Linked DNA regions of Macaca mulatta: region 1 is linked to region 2. A link is a contact called in public Hi-C data. All regions are on one chromosome and are shown on one strand. The core of a region is the stretch at or near the end of the contact, and the rest is flanking DNA. Distances in the headings are between cores, read along the strand shown.

Region 1 (6,653 bases), core at 3,673-6,172, 180 kb before region 2:
CACATTCAATTACTCACACCTTAGTGCAAATGCATTCATCAGAGACTTCTTTTTTTTTTTTTTTGAGACTGAGTTTCGCTCTTTCACCCAGGCTGGAGTGCAGTGGCGCGACCTCGGCTCACTCCAACCTCTGCCTCCTGGGTTCAAGCGATTCTCCTGCCTCAGTCTCCTGAGTAGCTGGGATTACCAGGCATGCGCTACTACACCCGGCTAATTTTTGTATTTTTAATAGAGATGGGGTTTCATCATGTTGGCCAGGCTGGTCTCAAACTCCTGACATTGTGATCTGCCTGCCTCAGCCTCCCAAAGTGCTGGGATTACAGGCGTGAGCCAGCACGCCTGGCCAAGAAACATTTTACATGGCAGCGGAACCTGGGTGAAGCTGCCTGTGATCAGGGAAGAAAAAAGTACAGATGCTGGAGCCACCCCCTGCAGATGCTGTTTCCTAGGGTGAAGCCCTAGCATCAATATTATTTTTTAAAGCTCCCCAGCTGGTGTCAATATGCAGCCAAGTTGAGAACCCCAGGAGAGAGAATCGAGGCTGAAAGAGGATGGATGGGTGGACCGGAAGAAACAAAAGAAAAAACAGTTCCTCTTTTTTTTTTTTTTTCTTTTTTTTAGAGATGGGGGAGTCTTGCTCTGTTGGCCAGGCTGGTCTCAAACATCTGGCCTCAAGAGATCCTCCCTCCTTGGTCTCCCAAAGTGCTGGGATTACAGGCGTGAGTCACCATGCTCGGCCCACATAATTCCTCCAATGAAACACCCAGGTTTGAGTCCGGGCACTCCATTTGCTGGCGGCTTGATCCCGGTAGAGTTACTTATGCCCCTCTGGACTGCATTTTCTTCATCTCTTAAATAGGTTTAATACACTTAATGAACAGTGACTCTCAAACTTGAATGGGCATCAGAATCAACCGGAGGGCTTGTTAAAACACAGATCCCCAGGCCTCAGCCCATCTCCAAAGAGTATGACTCAGCCAGTCTGGTGTGAGCCCCCAACATCTGTGTTTCTAACAAGCTCCCCAGTGATGCTGCCGGGCCAGGACCATGCTTCCGGAACCACTGATGTTAGGGGCAATTGAGCTGGCTATTATTAGCTCAATTTAATCCACAGATGAGGCCTGAAACCAATGGCAACATCCCGTTCTCTCTTAAAAGGGGTCAAGAGCCAAATAGGGCTTGAACTTGCATACAAATATTCACAAGGTTTTAGCATTTTGCTGTGATGCAGCCCACATTCAAATCTGAGGTTGAAGCCACCAACGGACCATTATGGTGAAGACTGCTCTGGAAGCAGAATTGTGCCTGGTCCGCAAAGACCCACCCACCCTAGAAAAAAGCACCCCTGCCCCATGTAATTCCAAAGAGGCCTGGCCTGGTCTTTCTGGAGGCTGTTGTGTGCTGGGACCTGGTCACTAAAAGCAGCTGTAACAGATTAATGCTGCTGTGTCCCCTGAGGGGGTGAGCCCTGCCTTCTGAAGCACAATATACACTGTGAAACCACGAGTTGGGGGGAGCCGGAGGGGGCACATTTCCTCTTTAAAAATGCTCAAAGTCTTTCAGCTGATGCTCAGAACAGGGCTGGCCTAGGCAAGGGTTTTAAGTAGGAAAGGTCACTACTTGTCTTTTTTTTTTTTCTTCCTTGAGACGGAGTTTTGCTCTGTCGCCCAAACTGGAGTGCAATGGTGTGATCTCAGCTCACTGCAACCTCCACCTCCCGAGTTCAAGCAATTCTCCTGCCTCAGCCTCCCAAGTAGCTGGGATCACAGGCGTGCACCACCACACCTGGCTAATTTTTGTATTTTTAGTAGAGACGGCAGGTTTCACCATGCTGGCCAGGCTGGTCTTGAACTCCTGACCTCAAGTGATCTGCCCGCCTTGGCCTCCCAAAGTGCTGGGATTACAGGCGTGAGTCACTGTGCTCAGCCACTATTTGTCATGTATGCTCTATTCCCATCCCAGCCACCCACCCCCTGCTTCTGTCCCATAGCCTGGCCTCCTTGTGTCTCCAGCTTGGGATCACTGCCTGTCTCTGCCCCAGACTATCCCTACCTCCTCCCAAAAAATGTTATCAGGTGGAGAACAGTGGTTCATGCCTGTAATCCCAATACTTTGGGGGGCCGAGGTGGGAGGATCACTTGAGCTCAGGAGCTTGAGACCAGCTTGGGTCTCTACAAAAAAACATTTTTTAAAATTAGCCAGGCATGGTGGAACGCGCCTGTAGTCCCAGTTATTCTGCCCATATGGGTTGCATCCTCCATGTGAGAGCCTCTCACCCTAAGTCTCAGAGTCACCAGTACCCTGGCTTCCAGGACAAACCTGGACTATTTCCCCCCAGGCTTGCCCTAGAGACTTAAAGGAAGCTGGACTTTTATGAAAAACTCATTGTGGGTGGGGGGCAAAAATTAACTAGGCATGAAGAACCTGGGAGATACCAGATTATTCTGGCTCATTAGGGCTTTACACTTATCTGGCCACAGCTGGGACATACTCCCTTCTCCCTGGACCATGCAGTCTGGGCCCACCTCACCCACAGTGTGGGTCACCTATTATAATGCCCCCCAAAATAGTGTCAATTCAACAGTAACTGCTTCTCCAGGGTCTAGGCTTTGGGGCCCCAACTTATCACAACTTGAAGTTACTGTTTTAAAAATTTACCTTATTTATTTGTTAATTGTGTAATCTGTTAACAAATTATAGCTCCACAGGACAATCACTGGCGGTCTTGTTTACTGTTAAAGCACCAGCCCTAGCCCAGTAGTTCGAATATTTTGATTGCATGTATGGGTGGATAGCTGAGTGTGTAGATGGATGGATGCAAGGATGGAGGGATGGATGGATGGAGGGATAGATGGATGGATGGATGGGTGGATGGGTGGGTGGATGGACTGGCCCCCACATAGTACCAAGGTACTTCTCCTGTAAATACCACAAACCTAGACCAGCAGTTCTCAAACCTTTAGGTCTTGGGACTCCTTGACTTTTTAATTTATTATCGAGGACTCCAAAATGCTTTTGGTTATATTGGTCTTATCAGTATTTCCCACATTAAAAATGAAAACAGGAACATTTTTAATATTTATGTATTAATTGATCTAAAAATAACAATCATTAATATATTACATGTGTGGTGGGCAGCCTCTAAGATGGTGCCCAGTAATTCCCACTTTCTGTCACCCACACCCTTGAGTAATTCCCTCCCCTTGAACGCTAGCTGGACTTACAGACTCACTCCTAATAGATCTATTGTCCTATAGGGATGTGGCTTCCAAAATTAGATTACAAAAAAGACTGTGCCTTCTGTCTTGGGTGCCCTCTTTTCTCTCCCTAGGAGGAGCCAGCTGCCTTGTCACGAGGCAGCCCCATGGAGAGGGCCTCGTGGCAAGAAACCCAGGCCTGTCAGCAGCCACGAGTGAGCCTGGGGGTGGATCTTTCCCCGGCTGAGCTTTGAGATGATCCTACCCCTGGAACACACCCTGATTAGTCTCCTAAGAGACCCTGAGCCAGAACCACCCAGCTAAGCTGCTCCCAGATTCCTGACCCACAGAAACTGTGTGAGTTAATAAATGTCTGTTGTTTTCAGCCACTAAAGTTTTGGGGGTAACTTGTTACACAGCAATGGATAAAATGCATGGTAACATCTATAGTAACATCAATAGCACAATTCTATTTAAAAATAACCATATTTTCCAAAACAAATAAACAAAAAAGTTTAGGGAGAAAAGTGGCATCGTTCTTACATTTTTGCAAACCTCTCTAATATCTGGCTTAATCGAAGACAGCTGCTTCCTCATAGTGGCTTGGGCATCCAATGCGTTGTGATACGTTGTTTTGGTTGAAGAAAATCCAGCCTAATGGAGCTTTGCAGTTAGAAAAGAACAGTCTGAAAAGGGCTCAGGGAACCACAGGGATCCTCAGACCACACTTTGGGAACCGCTGACCTAGACAATCATAGACCCCAAAACATTCTAATTCTAGGGTCCTCACTTCCCAATCTTGGTTTCCTGTTTGGGACCTTTGCCATTTCTCCAGGTGCCCAAGTGACTTAGTGGTGACGGAGGCCACCCAGGAGGTCTGGTCCCCTGCCAAAAAGGATAAGGTCCTCTGAGGCCTAAAAGCAGAAGACACTGATGAACTAACCCTCAGTCTTGGCTGTGTCATGCCCAAGATGTGACACAGAGGGGAAAGGATGCCTCCGACATCCAAGGTGAAGGTTGAGGCATCTGGAGCCGGGGAGGGCAGGGGAGCTTGTTCGCTGCGCATTGACAGCTTCCGGGACAGTGGGGTTTGCCAGATCCACGGGGATTTCCCCCTCTCCTCCCCTTTCCTGCGCGTGTCCCACTACCCCCACCCCCCGGTGAAGTTTAGGGCCTGTTTTCAACCGGAGCCGGTCTAATTTTCGCTGCCTAGTTGGTCAGAGAAACGCACGCAGCTGTAGCAAAGCATAAAAATAGCTTCCTCCGTGACCAATTTCTTCCCACTTCCCTTTCTCTCTCTCCATGCTCGCCTCCCCGTCCCCACCTTCTGTGGAAGCAGGAAGGTCCCTGGAGGGTGCCAGCACTATTGAGACATGCCATGCGCCCCGGCTTCCCTCCCAAACAACACATGTTCCTGGTTCTATTTTGCCCTGGCCCCCCGCAGGCTCGCACAGGCTTCCCAGGGAACCAGGCGTTGTCAGATGGGTCCCCGAGGGCCCAGTGTCCGTCCACCTCGCTGGGCAGACTTCCTCTCCAGCGCATAGGCCCCTCAAGACATCTGCACGCCGAGTGCTCGCCCGAGGCACTCGAATCTGGGGTCCCAGCCTCGCCCAGAGCCAGCCAAAGGCCTGCCCGCGAGAGATCCGGATCTTCTGGCACTTTAGAGGTTAAATGGGAAGCCTCCAGCTGGAAGGAAAAAAACGCCCCGGTGCTATGCGCGGAGGCTCCAGGCGGTGTCCCCAGCGTCCCGGGCTTCCTCTGCGCCGGGCGGCTGCGCGTCCCGGAGGCGTCCGTGGCAGAAGATGGAATCCGAAAGTGGGCATTTGTCTTTCTAGTTTGGAAGCGGGAGCAGACAGTCAAACCTGCAGCAGCTCAGCTCCCCAACGGGAAGGTCTAGCCAGCCTTGGGCGGGGGAGCGTTTCTAGAAATGTCTACACCCGGAGCCACCGGCGGGAACCAGGAACGCTATGGCCTGGACCTGCCCGGCCTCTCTTCCCTGAGCCTTTGGGACCATGCGGGAGAGAGGAGAGGCCACCTATCGCATTTCAGGAGTGGCTTGTAGGGTCCAAGGGCCGTTTGCCTCCCTCTACTGCAGTTTGGAAACAGAATAAACCGCCCCAGCAAAACCCGGTGAACTTGTCCAAACCACACAAGAGTTCAAACCACACAAACTCCAACTGGGCACTGACACAGGGCTGGCTTTATGTGTCCCCAGAGGGCTTTGCTCTGCCTCGCAATTGATTAGGGCTCCTGAAAACCACTGAAACAGTTTATCACACCCACCCAGCCTCAAGCCCCCTATGGGCTGGAGTGGAGCCTGGATTGTTCCGGCAACCAACCCCAGCCCAGCTTCCACCCAGCTTGGAGGCCCCTAGGGCCACCTGCCTGGTTCCTCACTCCAGAGAGGGTCCCCATTTTGTGGCAGGAAATCGAATGACAGAGAGCAAGAGGGTGAGATGGGAAGATGAAGGATTTGGATCTATGAGGGGAGAGAAGCATTCTGTCCACTGAACAGGGTCGGGGGCCGGGGGGCTTTCCAAGATCCCCCTTTACTTTCACACCCTTTCTCCAGGTCTGTGTTCCTCTCCTTTCGCAGCACCCAACGCCCTTCTGCATGGGTGGCCCAGTCCTCCAAGCCCAGCCTTGTCTTTTGAACTTCTCCCCAAGCAACCTGTCCTTGTACAATTTACATCCTCTCAGTTGTTTTCTCTGGAAACTCCTAACTCAGGAGGCCAATGCCATGGCCATGAGAACATTCTTCACCACAGAAAGCAAGATCTTTTGTCAGCCTGTTCTTCATGGGAGGGGAGGGGAAGGTTTTGTAAATATCGCGTGGAGATTAACTGGGAGGAGGCAGGAATTAAACAACGTGCTTTTTTCTTTTCTTTTCTTTTTTTTTTTTTTTTTTTTTTTTTGAGACAGAGTCTTGCTTTGTCGCCCAGGCTGGAGTGCAGTGGCACCATCTCCGCTCACTGCAACCTCTGCCTCCCGGGTTTAAGTGATTCTCCTGCCTCAGCCTCCCAAGTAGTTGAGATGAGAAGTGCACACCACCACGCCCAGCTAAAATTTTTTTGGGGGGAGGGGGATGAAGTCTCACTCTGTCGCCCAGGCTGGAGTACAGTGGCGCGATCTCAGCTCACTGCAACCTCCGGCTCCCGGGTTCAAGCAAGTCTCTTGCCTCAGCCTTCTGAGTAGCTGAGACTACAGGCGCATGACACCACCCCTGCTAATTTTTGTATTTTTAGAATAGACAGGGTTTCACCATGTTGGCCAGGCTGGTCTCCAGCTCTTGGCCTGAAGTGATTTGCCTGCCTCGCCCTCCTAAAGTGATGGGATTATAGGTGTGAGCCATCGCACCCAGCTAATTTTTGTATTTTTAGTAGAGACGGGGTTTCACATGTTGGCCAGGCTGGTCTGGAACTCCTGACCTCAAGTGATCCACCCGCCTCAGCCTCC
Region 2 (6,966 bases), core at 2,478-4,977:
CTAGCGGTGCCCGGGACTGGGGGGGGGGAATCGCCTCCCCGGAGGGGTTGGGAGGGCCGGGCACGCCCCGCCCCGCCCCGCCCCGCCCCGCCCCGCCCCGAACTGGGTGGGGGCCGGGGAGGGCTGGAAACCCTGCCCGTTCGCCACGGCCGGAAAGTTTAAAAAAGAGAAAGAACGCCACTTGCAGAGGGCTGGCCTGGAGCCAGGGGCGGCCGGCCTGCGGGGGCGTGCTCAGCTGGCTAGCGGGGTGAGCGCCCCGGCGCCGCCGTCTCCCCTCAGTCCCTCCCGCCGCCGAGGCCCCTGCACACCCGGTCGCACTGCGGAGCCATTTCGCACATCCGGAGCTTCAGCGTCTGGAGGAGTAACCAGTCCAGGGCCGGGAAGTCCGAGTGTCTGGTGCCCCTGCCCTTCCCCATCGAGCAGAGCCGGAGGTGGCTTTGGCAGGCTCCGCGGGTGTAGGTAGTTCCCGGAGCATCTGAAAGCCTGGGGCAGACCCGGAAATTGGGGATAAGATGGGGAGGGGATGTTGGGCCCTGAGGTTTGCCGCCGGGCGCTTCTGTGAAGAAAGGTTGGGGAAAGGACGAGATAGCCCATCCCCCGGCTTGCGCTTTTGTGGGGACTCTGGGTGGCCCAATAGAACATCTTGCTGGCGTCTTCCATCTTAATTCCCTCTGCCACACTACTTTGTTCCCTGGGGTTTTTCCTTTAAATCCTAGGAAAGGTAGATGGAGGAGCTTCCTCCAAATGGCTTTTGCTCTATCTAGATAATTTGATTTATTGCTTTATGTGGCAAAACTGGGGTGGCAAGCCTAGGTCCTAGTACCAGTAGTCAGCACTTTTCCCAGAGACCTGAAAGGAGTCGACCCACCTACCCCTGTCTATTCTGGGGTGCTGGAGGGATGGGAAAGGGGAGGCTTGTTGAGCGCATTGGCCTTACACCAGGGTATAACAACGTAGGGAGATTTGTAGGATGTAGGGGGAAATGGTGAAAGACTTTGAGTGGACCAGGAGATGACTAGATATAGGAGAAACTGTGTTCGAGGCTCACTGTAGACCAAGTAACATAAGTGTTAAACACTCTTTATCTCGTTCTTGGGTACATAAGGCCTAAGGAAGCTTTTCAGAGGAGACAATATGTGAAAATCAGGATTTCAAATGGCACAATTAGACCAATAATTGGCTCCTCTCCGCAACTCCAGGACTGAGTTTGACCGTGGCCCATTTTTTACTAGCTGTGTGACCTTGGGGGCAAGTTATTTACGGCCTTTGAGCCCCAGTAAGTTTTTTCATTTGTAAGACTGGGAATAATTATCCACCTTTAGGATCTAAATAGAATACTTGGCGCATAGTAGGCCTCAAGGATGAATAATTGCTTTGAATGACTTGTCATGTTCCTATAGGTTGCTCCTCCATTCCCTGCTGCCCCTGAGACCCCCTGAGACTTGCTAGGTCTGTGTCCTGGGACCCAAGGATGCAGATTTAATCTCCCCTACGCGGGTATTCTAGGTCCGTCTTCCTGGGTTCCTCTTTCCCTTTGTTACCGTAGTTTGCATTCTGCCTTTTAAAGGATTCCATATGAAAAGACTTGCTTCTCCCCCGCCCCCCAAGTGGGATCATTATATGGTTAGGAACTTATTTCAGAGCCGGTATCTGGGTACCCTTTGGCAAGGCTTCCTGGCATTATTTCAGGGGGGGAACGATGGTGTCTAGAGGGGCAAGACCTGGTTGGAAGAGGTGAGAGGGGGTGGCCTGGTGCAGAGGCCAGAGGTGCTGTGGTTTGTTTGATAAGGATTAAGTCCGGATGTTATGAGGGCTCAATGTGGTTTTCAACAAAGTCTGCCAGGGATTGCTTCTTTTATATCGATATGTATTTTAAAAAATTACTAGCATGAGAAGAAAACCAGACCTGTATGGATCCAGGCCGGTAGTAAGCTACTGTGATCAGGTTTCCTACTCGACTCCCAGAGGGAAAGTCAGTGTTTGATTGAAGCTACACTTGGTTCTTGACTCTCAGGGGATGCCTGCTCTGAAACAGGAGCCCTCCCTCCCTTTCTCTCCTCCTCTCCCCCTCCTCCTCCCTCTTTTTCCCTTCTTCCCCTAAAAGCCTTTGTGCTGAAAGAGCTTCAGTAGGCACGAATCCCTGGTCCCTCTCTAAAGAATGCCTTACAGCCTTTGCTGACATTGTTTTGTGAACAGTGGGTTTTACCAGGCCAGCAGTTTCCCCCCCGATTTTAGCCCACGATTTTAAAGGTAGTCTATGGACAAGATGCGCCTAACTGCAATGATTGCCTCAGTGTGTAGCCTGGGCCGGGCTTGGAATCTAGAGACGCCTTAACCTTTGCCCTAGGGGCCCTCCTGGAGAGGGGGGTGAAGGTGGGGAGCTCGAGGACTGATTGTTTTCGAGGATCTGTTTGTTCTCCAGCCACCGAGGCTGAAGGTGGAGTTGGGCAAGTCTGAGTGTATGTTCCAGCTTTGGGTCTGATTTTAAACTTGGTTTAATTGGAGAAACTCCTAGGCATTTAACAGTTCTGTACAAATGCAAACTTGAAATAGCTCGAGGCCTACGTCATTTAGGAAAGAATAAATGAAGTACAGAAATGTCCAAACTATGTAAATCCTAGCGTTGTCTGCCCTCCCATAAACACATGACAAGTGCCAAGGCATTTCCAGTCAAAACACCAGTGGAACCAGCAGCCTCCATCCTTTGTATTTATTATTTTATTAACAGCATTTTACACAGCATTTAACAAGCACAGCCTGCCCGCTTTGCACCAGGACTCTAAGCAGGCAAAGGGGTGGAAAACGGATGGAGGTGGTGGGGGAGTAGTGGTTGCTAGAGGACATCAGCTAGAGAAATCTCATCAGATGGGTAGGGAAAGCAGCACTGGGGGTTTATTTCTACTGGCCACAAGGAAGACAGACATAGTGCTTTGGAGGAAGAAATCCTCTCTCCCATCCCAGGAGGAAAGTTGTACCGCTGTGATATGTCTGGTCTCAGCTTTGATTCCAGAGGGTAGAACAGGGTATGTTTCATGATACTCTGCCCATCGGTTATTGGTGATTTTCAAAGAATAAGTATTTGTCTGCTATCGTTATTCGATATCCTGGTGGAAAGTTTATAACGAAAAGTAATGCCTTTCTTAAGTCATAAAATGAGCCTTGTATGCTTATTTAATTAAAATCTATTTAAGGACCGATTAGGCGTGTAATTTGCACTAATAATGACGATTATGGAAATGTTCAACTTAACCAAAAATCATAAAGGAGACATTTTGATCAGTGGGGCGGCCAGTAAGTATTCAGTGAGTTGGGCAATTTCCGAAAGACAGGAAGCATTCCTCTGAGGGCTGCAGAAAGCGCAGACCTGTCTGGCCTCTGTGACATGGCATGGAGAGGGGCAGACCTCCCTGTCCCGGCCCCAGCCTGGCCAGACCCCACTTTGCTGAGCATGGAAACCAACCCTACGAGTCTCCGTAACCTTTATTCTCATGATGCTTCCCTGAGCTTCCAGAAGGAGTAAACTCTCGGAGAGGGCTGATGAGCCACACGGAAATCTCTGCGAAATGGCGGTGCTCTTTTGCTTTAACAAACAGCGCTGACAAACGCATGCTTCCTTGGCTAGCCTTGGCTGGAGCCTGGAGGGGTAGGGGGAGAAGGGGTCCCTTGTTCCGGAGAAACCTGCCAGCTGCTGGGCTTGGTGCGAAGGCAGCGAAGGCAGACACAATGCTGCTGTTGTTGGTTTGATCTCTAACTGTGGATTGTTAGTCTGGCTTTAACTATGTGGTAAGGGGGGAATGTGAAGGCTGTTTACAGCGAGTGCAAATAATGTGACAGCTGTTGGCGCGCGAGCAGCGCTGCGCCTCCTCAGCACTTACACAAAGCGCGCACTATGCAGGCCCATGGACGAGCTGCAGAGGTGGCGGCCACTTTCTGGCCAGCGCATCCCCAGATGAGAGAAAGCTCCACGGCACACCCACCCCCCCATCCCCAATACACATCTTTATGACTTCCCAGGATTGTGGTGGGGTGCAGGATGGTTTGTATGTTGTGGTTTAGGGAACTTGTGGTGAGGCAGAGGTGGCGGGAGAAGGCCCACGGGGCTGTGAGTGTCACCGTGTTGGTGGGGTTTGGCCAGGATCCGTTGAACTGGGTCCTCAGCTGTTGGTGACAGAGTTTTTAAGATTTGGGAAAATAACTTTCAGCCCTAAGTAAGCTTATTGGAAAGAATGTGTTATTAACTGAAAGCTTTCTGGAAATTGCAGAGGCTCTGAAGGCCGTTGTTCCCCTCTGAAATGGCCCTGTTATTCAGACAAGTTAGAGACAGGCGGGTGCTGTGTTCTGTGCACTCGGCACTGTTTCCAGCTTGGAAATGCAAGTGTGCAGGTTCAGTACCCTGAAGGGGGTGTATTTTGGGGGGAAGGGAGGTCAGATTGGCTTTTGATTACCCACATGCCTTAACCTTTTCTCCCAAGCCTTCCCGTTTTCAAGAACACATTTGCCTTCAACTGCAGTACGCAAAGGTGCGTCCTGAAGCCTGCCCACAGCACCACCTACTCTGACTTCATCAACTAGATGCCCACAGCCACAGGCTTTCTCTTGAGTTCCTGGTACCCTGCCAGGCCCTGCAGAGAGGCGCCAGGGTGGGAGGGAGAGCAGTTGGTGGCGGCAGTTACCCACTAGGCCAGTCCTGGAGGTTCGTGGCTGGCCCAAGCAGGTGGACTTAGGATGGCAAAGAATGTGGACCTGCCTCTGGACCGTCCTGGGGCAAGCTGGGTGTAAAAATTCACTCCTCTCCCCCGTGAATCCCAAGGTTGAAGCCTTCCAAGCCCTGGCACCTGCCTGGTCCTCCCTGCGTTTTGGAACATCATTTAGGGCTGACTTAATTCTATATTCTACCCTTCCGCATGACTTTGGCCTCTGGGTGTACAGCCTACAGGGTATCTGCAAATCTAGTTCATTCTCTCCTCCCCCCGCCCAGCACCGCCCCCTCCCCAAGTCTACTCTCTAAGTTTTAACATGGACTTCTACATCTAGTTGGGTTTCCGATGGGGAGCTGGGAGATGCTTCTGGAGTGAGACATGAACTTCGGTGCCAGTTCTATAAATTGGTCTCTTTTTATGACGTGTGCCATTTTCTGTAGGAATGTTGCTTGCAAAACGAGTTTCGCCTTGGAGGAAAGGCGGAAAGATAAACAAGCCTGCAACGCCAAAACACTGGCAGTCTTTCCCTCCTTCCAGCTCTCTTAAAGCAGCCGGGCTGTATTTCCAGGATTAGACTTGTGCATGTGAGGAGGGACTCTCGTTGGCTTTTTTTCCCCCAAGCAAATGCAAATTAGAGAAAAATAATTTTCTTTCAACGATATGCAATGTATTAGTCACTTGTTATCGTGCTCCGAGGCAGGCCTCATTTGCGCGTCTGCCAGCTCGCTCACATCTGCTCGGCGCTGTTCGGGGCATTTTAACCTTGGCGGTGTCGTGTCTAGTCCCACGGATCAAGGAGGAGTAATTAAGCCCTGAACAGCTACAAAAATTCATGGGCCCCCATCTATACCGCAGTTGTTCCATGGCTTTGTTTTGGGTGCTCTGAGTTCCATGACTGAGTAGCAGACATGGGATTCCTATTGTTCCTTGTAAAGAAAGTGGGTGCCCCTCTCCTTCTCTGACCCTCATCCCAGCCTTTCTGGGACTCCCAGGCTCTGCACAGTCAGCGAGAGACTCACTTGCAGATCGCAGGACCCCTGCCTTTTAGGCATCTTTTATGCATTAAAAGTTCCTTTGTGCTTCCTCTGTATACTAATGATAGCTGTTGTTATTAGCCTTACGGTATAGCTTGTTCCCTTCGGTGGTGGTGGGGGGGGGGATGGCGGCGAAGGCATTCCTGTTTTACTCCTACAAAGCCCTGGTGAAAACAAAAGTTCATTGACACAGCCTTTGGAGGCGTGGTGTGGAACATTTATTCTGGATTTGCCCCCAGGTTGTGTAGACTCCCAAGTGGGGACCCAGTTCTGCAAGGACTAGACCAAAGGGGGCAAGTGGTTTCTTTTTGCGTGGAGTGGGGAGAAGAGTAAGGAGGGATTCCTGGCTTTTGACTTGGGTTTCTGTTGCTGAGTGGCCTCCTGTGAGGGGACACCTGTTTCTAAATTCGCCCTCTCTTGAATACACACGTGGTTCCCTGACTCCCCCTGTGGCAAAACCATGAAGGAAAGTGAAAGGAACAAAAAGCTGGTGGGGTGGCCTGGACAGATTGCCCTGGGAGAAGGGCAAGTGTCCCCCATTGGCCTGTGAGAGAGAGGTTGGGGACACCTGACCCCGGGCCATGGGCTCTGCCTGGAGGAGGGGAGTGTAGCGGGCATTACAGGCTCGGCAGCGACCCTTAGGGTCAGTCCCTGCAGATTACACCCCGGACCCCAATCCCCGATATTCGCACCCCTCCCACGTTACAGTAGGCGACACTTGGCTCACATCTTTGTAAGGGGAAGCGTCCAGAGCAGCAGCGTTCTAGTATGATCGGAAGGGAACCCAGAACGATTGCGAGGAGGGGTCTGCCGTGCCCATTCCCCCTGTGGACTCGGCGGCATTTCCCGGGAGGTCTCGGATTCTCCCTGCGCCCACCCAAAGTTTCCTTTCGTCAGATTCGTTGATGGGGACAGAAGGTGCGGCGGGGCCTTCGGAAGGGGCACCACGGAGAGCGCGCCAGGTCTTAGGGTCCGAGGGGTTACTTAGGGTCGGGAACTGGGGAGGTCGGGCCGCCTCCGGGGAGCCTGCTGGAGTTCCTGGAAGGCTCGGCGGGGGCGCGCCGCGAGGGCGTGGGTGTGTGCCGTGGTGCGGCCCCGCGCGCTGGGACCTCCGCCGAGGAGCGGCGAGGAGGAGCGGGCGAGCCCCGAGCAGCACGGGTGTGTGTGGTGGGAGAGAAAATCCCTTTGTTGCCGACCGATCACGCTCCGGGCTGAAGCGCCTCAGCCCGGGG

Evidence for each region. A called contact is a pair of places that touch in the nucleus more often than the background predicts.
Region 1: a Hi-C map of fetal cortex germinal zone shows a contact between it and region 2, with 4 times the contacts expected there. The contact joins two enhancer-like sites. A contact is called at or near these places in 2 of 14 Hi-C or Micro-C datasets (fetal cortex germinal zone and liver).

Annotation. Positions count from the first base shown.
Region 1 is chrX:40,135,435-40,142,087 of T2T-MMU8v2.0, reverse strand. No RefSeq gene overlaps it. Among named protein-coding and RNA genes, the nearest start is that of BCOR, 89 kb to the right of the region's middle. Within about 2 kb of position 4,922, at least 17 of the 40 cell types and tissues checked have an H3K27ac peak or open chromatin away from gene starts, as enhancers often do. A contact at or near this core is called in fetal cortex germinal zone, where this site is marked.
Region 2 is chrX:39,954,847-39,961,812 of T2T-MMU8v2.0, reverse strand. All of the region lies in intron 1 of BCOR (BCL6 corepressor), which reads left to right. Among named protein-coding and RNA genes, the nearest start is that of BCOR, 92 kb to the left of the region's middle. Within about 2 kb of position 3,727, at least 8 of the 40 cell types and tissues checked have an H3K27ac peak or open chromatin away from gene starts, as enhancers often do. A contact at or near this core is called in fetal cortex germinal zone, where this site is marked.